2 separate regions of the Mus musculus genome follow, and region 2 is linked to region 1. Evidence: chromatin contacts called from public HiChIP or PLAC-seq data. All regions are on one chromosome and are shown on one strand. The core of a region is the stretch at or near the end of the contact, and the rest is flanking DNA. Distances in the headings are between cores, read along the strand shown.

The links. HiChIP or PLAC-seq counts read pairs in DNA pulled down with a chosen protein or histone mark.
Region 2: a contact with region 1 is called in an H3K27ac HiChIP or PLAC-seq map of embryonic fibroblasts, with 16 read pairs. The contact joins the enhancer-like site here to the promoter of Tfdp1 in region 1. A contact is called at or near these places in 3 of 39 promoter capture datasets (cranial neural crest, macrophages and maxillary cranial neural crest), 1 of 15 datasets of contacts at CTCF or cohesin (the NIH/3T3 cell line), 23 of 484 Hi-C or Micro-C datasets (B cells, ECoMG myeloid progenitors, Th1 cells and 14 more), 10 of 115 datasets of contacts at active chromatin or transcription factors (CD8 T cells, the HPC-7 cell line, the SCID.adh cell line and 5 more) and 4 of 9 other capture datasets (adipose tissue, embryonic stem cells, liver and 1 more).

The regions. Positions count from the first base shown.
Region 1 is chr8:13,337,415-13,340,114 of GRCm38.p6, forward strand. It overlaps Tfdp1 (transcription factor Dp 1), which reads left to right and starts at 1,337. Exons shown (of 12, transcript NM_001291765.1): 1 at 1,337-1,392; 2 at 2,251-2,325. The coding sequence starts at 2,314.
Region 2 is chr8:13,372,124-13,374,899 of GRCm38.p6, forward strand. It overlaps Tfdp1 (transcription factor Dp 1), which reads left to right. Exons shown (of 12, transcript NM_001291765.1): 9 at 343-494; 10 at 813-979; 11 at 1,722-1,800. Among named protein-coding and RNA genes, the nearest start is that of Atp4b, 23 kb to the right of the region's middle. Within about 2 kb of position 1,273, at least 76 of the 459 cell types and tissues checked have an H3K27ac peak or open chromatin away from gene starts, as enhancers often do. A contact at or near this core is called in the NIH/3T3 cell line, Th1 cells, bone marrow-derived macrophages and 5 more, where this site is marked.

The DNA of each region.
Region 1 (2,700 bases), core at 87-2,586:
CCTCTTCTGCTTCAGCAATAAGCAGCTGTGGTTGCAGGGCTGCTTCCTCAAAGCCGCTGAGCAGTGTTCAAACAGGACAGCTGCTGGCGGACAGTTCGGCCAGATGCTAAAGAAGGGCTGTTGGGCTGAGTCATGGGACTGAGGCAGCCAGGTAACGGAGAAAGATCTGTCAGTTTGGGAGTCAAATTGACCTTTCCTCCAGAATAAAATCCGGTCACTCACATTAACAGTTTTCTGATAGTACTTAACTTTGCCCTGCTCTTCAGTCCCATATTCTTGGGAAACGTTGTGTCATTTTATCTGAACCATTTGGACTGATTTGTGAGCCCCAGCCTATTCTCCTCCCAGGCTCTCCAGCTTTAGTCTTAAAGAAGTGGCCTCTAAGATGGACTGAGTCTTCAAGGCTCAGGGTCTACCAGACCCCTCTTGGGATGAAGCAGAAGGTTTCTGAAGTGAAAGGCGCAAATGCATACACACCTGATTAACAGGCTGTTTCCTGCCCTGAATCACTGACAGCCCAGGCTCAGGGCATGTGGCTGTGGAGGTCAGTAGTTGAGCAGAGGTGGGGGATCTTGTCTCTGTATTGTTCAGTATGCATCCGAACAGTCTTTACTTTGTTCTGTGTAAATGAACAAGATTCTTCTCCCTGTGTGCACATGCAGGTACTTTAAAGCACTCTCAGAACTGACCTCTTTTTTCTCATGTGTACACACACGCCTGCTTTTTTTCAGTGCGCAGACATTAACATAGGTTTCCATATGTTTGCACAGAGGGTTCTCTTCTGTATATATGTTCAGGCGTGCACACACGACTGATACTCCATGTACACACACGTGTATACAGTCAGACTCTGCATATCCACAGGTGTGCACACACATGATCCTTTCCCTACGTGTGCATGCAGGTATGGCACACACCACATTCTTTTCACCGTTGGCGCGCGTGGTACACGCGCACACACAGAGCCAAACACGTGGCCCTCTACTCCCTGCGCATGCACACAGATATGCATACAGTTGGCCCTTGGTGTACACACACACACACATACACACACACACACACACACACACACACACACACACACACACACACAGAGGCGCGCACACACGTGGCCTCTCTCCGAGCGCACATGGAGACGCGCGCAGCGCTGTTCGGCGTCGGCGGTCTCCAGCCGGGTCCCGCCGCACGCGCACGCGCGCGCAGGCCCCGCCCCTCTCCCAGGGCGGGTAGCACCGGCGAGAGGCGCGGGAGATGAGCGGCGGGAGGAGGAGGAGGAGGAGGAGGGCGCCGAAGGCGCGAAAAGGCGCGCAGGCGCGCTGCGCGCAGCGGGCCCGCCGCCGCCCACGTCACCGCGCCGCGCGCACGTCACGCCGGCCCGACGCTCGGCCCAGGGTGAGCCCGCGTCCCGGCGCCGCTGGCTCAGGGCAGGGACCGCCAGGGCCGGACCTCCGGGCCGGCGCCTCCGCGCCCCCGTCGTCCGCCCCGCGCGCCCCGCCGGCCAGCCAGGTGTGGCGGGGGCACCGGCCGGTCGCGGCGGGAGGGCGCAGGCTGGGCGCGCGGCCCCGTTCCCGCCCCAGCCCGGTTCCCGCGTCCGGTCGCATCCCGCCCGCCGCCCAGCCTCAGCTGGAGTCGGCCTCGACGCGGCGTGGCGTGGGCGGCGGGCAGGGGTCCTGGCCACCCTCCGGCTCTGTCCGCGCCAGGGCGCGGGGCTGGTGGCTGGGCCTAGTGACAGGTGGGGCGAGCGGGCGGGCGGCCGGGAGCCCACCTGTCAGAGTGGTCGGCGGCCCCTCGGGGTCTTGGGCAGCCCGGGGTGGGGGGTGCCCGCCGCGGCCCGGGCGGAGCCACGCAGTGTCGTGTGCCCAAGTGGGGGGCCTTGTGCCTCGGCGGGGCCTGTGGTCAGGCGGGGCCCGCGTGCCCAGGTGGGGTGAGCCTGACGGCTGCGCGTCGCTCAGCCAAGGGTCCGGGGTCTGGCCCCGCTGCCGGTGGGAGCTGCTGGTGCCCGCAGGGAGCATTTCCATTTAGAGAGGTGACTTAAAATCCCCGTGTGGGACCTGCTTGGCTAGCTCTCCTGTCGGGATTGTGCAAGAAAGGCCCCTGCTGCCTGGAGGCCTGCCTCTGCCTCGTGCTGGTGGGGAGATGTTTCCTTTGAAATGCGATGTGCGTTAAATTTCTTCTCATTCTCATTCATTATTCATCCCCTCCCTTTTTTTCTTTTCTTTCTTTCTTTCTTTTTTTTTTTTTTTTAACCAGATAAGTACGGTTTCTTCTGTGGAGGGTACGCAGTTAAAGCCTTGATTTCCTGGATCTGGTAACATGGCAAAAGATGTAAGTATGGTCGCTGCATGCTGCAGACATGTTGGCACAGCTCGTTGCAGTTTTCTCCCTTTATTTGAGAGTGGCCATACGTGTGTGGCAGTGGGTTGGCCAAGACATTTTACAGGCAGGAGCTGGGATGGAGATGAGGGATGATGGCGAGAGTCGTTAGGTGGGTGTCTCCCCTCTGCACAAATGGTCTTTGTCATCCGAAGCGTGACACGTTTTTTTTTTCTTTTTTGTTTTTTTTTTCGTGGTTTGATGATGATGTCTTGATTTTTTTTTCTTTATCTAAACTGCTTAAATAAAATAAAAAAATTAATACATCTCTCAGTTATGAGTGTGTGAGAGGGTGTTGTTTGTTAGTGGGTTTCCACACAGGAGAGC
Region 2 (2,776 bases), core at 23-2,522, 35 kb after region 1:
GAGCATCTCCACTGTAGAGGGAGGAGTGTGGTCGGCAGGGTTAGATCAGAGTCTTGTGTCCATGTGGACTTCAGGACTGGACCATTGGCTCTGGGTTCATCCCTGCACAGCTGCAAAGAGGTCCTTCGTGTGCTACAAGGGTTAGCGTAGGACCGAGTGTCCTCTAGCAAGTCATTCATGTGACTGCTTTCCTGTGCTCCTTGTCCCCTATAGGCTGTGAGCAGATGCCACAGGCTGCTACAGGCCGACCTCTCAACACCCAGGTTCCCACTATCTGCAGGAAGGAAGGGATCATGTTACTGGTATTGACATCTATGGGGGGGCTGTGTTGGTCTTTTTCAGCAAATTGCCTTCAAGAACTTGGTGCAGAGAAATCGCCAAGCTGAGCAGCAGGCCCGCAGGCCGCCTCCTCCCAACTCTGTCATCCACTTGCCCTTCATCATTGTCAACACCAGCAGGAAGACAGTCATTGACTGCAGCATCTCCAATGACAAGTTCGTCCTCAGTGGGCCCTCTAAGTGCAGCTCCTCAGGGGAAGAAACAGATACTTGGTTATCAGGGTTCAGTCTTACGGCTGCTTAGTAACAGCAGCTATGGTCTCTGGTGGTCCTGGCACCCATGCCACGTGCAGGCAGCACTGTGTCCCAGCCCAGGGCCATCACTATGCAGTGACATGTCTTTCATTCCCTAGTTTGAACTGTTTTAGAGAAATTCAGTAGTTATGGGGTCTGGGATGGAGGGTGGGAGTGGGGGGTGGATTTACTGCCTGCTCTTGGAAGCTTCGTAATCCTCACAGTGCCTTTCCCCAACAGATTTGAGTATCTGTTTAACTTTGACAACACGTTTGAGATCCACGATGACATTGAGGTGCTCAAGCGCATGGGCATGGCATGTGGGCTGGAGTCTGGCAACTGCTCTGCTGAAGACCTCAAGGTGGCCAGAAGTTTGGTACCAAAAGCTCTAGAACCATACGTGACAGGTTAGTTGTGCCCTGTGGCTGGCCATCCTGAGTGCCTGGGTGTCTGCCGAGTGAGGATGGGAGATGACAGGCCTGCTGCCCTCCCTCCCAAGGCCATCGGTTGGTCCTTGGAGCCCAGCAGTCAGGGCAGCATGAGGCAGGGCTCTCAGTTCCCTGGGCTTCTAATTTGGTGACTTTGCTGAGTCATCAGGTCACGCTAGTCTTGTGATGAGTCATGAAAGATCCTGTCAACGGTCAAAAATGCATGATGTGTGCTTGCTTTCTGAGGCTGTCCCAGGTTGCATGAGCATCATCCTGTCCTGTGTAAGGCATTGCCCACACTGGAGCACTTGCAGGCCTGGGGCTTGGCCCGGGCTCTGCCTTGTAGCTGCATGAGTCTGAGGTGGAAGGTGCTATGCTGCCCGTTCATGCTCTTAGTCCCTGTTTCTACTCTCTGGTGCTACTGTACACAGAGCGGCACGGGGAAACTCCCGAGCAGACATGTGTGCTGCCTGGGACCCAGCCACCCCTGGTTCTCACACAGGGCAGGGAGAGCAAGCTGGCAGGCTATCCACAGAGCTCCCCCAAGCTCTGTCTGGTCATGCAGGCTTGCTTCTCTCTCACATTCTGGGTTTCAGGAGTTTTGTTTGGTCTCTGCCTCTGGCCGGCTCAGAGATCTGTCTCACAGGTTATGAGGTTCAAGGCAGGTGCCACCACATTTGACTGCCCAGTTTTATTATTATCTGCTTCTGTCTCTTTTCAGAAATGGCTCAGGGATCCATTGGTGGAGTATTCGTCACGACAACAGGTTCTACATCCAATGGCACAAGGCTTTCTGCCAGGTGACAGCAGCTGGGGGTGGGGCAGCCTTACTGTGTTTCAGATAGGCTGAACTGAGCTTGGCCCAGGTAATTGTCTGCTCAGGCAAGGGAACACAGTGCTTGTCCCCATAAAATGATCCCACAGCACCCTCCGCCCCCAATTAAGTAATTCATGGTTTTTACTTTTTAAAAAGTGTTAACACAGTAAAGGGGGGGGGGGCGCAAACCTACCTGTGTTCACTGTCGTTGGCAGGGAAAGTGACAAGGGTGCTTTTGGTTTGGTTTGGTTTGGTTTGGTTTTTTTTAGATAGAGTTTGTCTGTGTGGCCCACACAGTCCTGGAGCTTGCTCTGTAGACCAGGCTGGCCTCACACTCAGAGATCCACCTGCCTCTGCCGGGATTAAAGGTGTGTGCCACCACGGCCTGACTGGTTTTGTTTTGTTTTTAATGGCTCTTTACTTGTTTTCTTAAGATGTGTCTCACCGTACAGTGTGTGTACAGTTTTATTTTCTGCTTCTATATACTTGACATTTCTAAAGAAATCTTTTATTGTTACTATTTGTGTGTGATGTATGTGGGCAAATGTGGAGGTCAGAAGAGGCCTGTGTGCGTGTGGTTCGCTCCCACCTTTACATGGTTCCAAGGATCACACTCTGGTTTCTAGGCTTGTGTGGCCCAGGTTTAAAACCTGTTTCATGTGTGATGTGAGTGTGGGCGTGCACATGGTGTACCTGTGGAGGTCAGAGGGCGTGGGATCCTGGGATGGAACTCAGGTCAGCCTAGCAGGTGGTGGTACTCACCCTTTTTTTATTTTTTAGTTAAGACAGCCTCACTCCACAACCAGGCCAGGTCTTGCCATTCCCTTGTCTCAGTCTCCTTTATAGTTTATTTTTAAAAAGTGTTTTATTCAATTTTTATACACTTGTGTAATGTATTGTGACCAAATCTACCCTTATTCCCTCCTCCAACTCTCCTTGTTCTCACTGTCGCTGTCCAC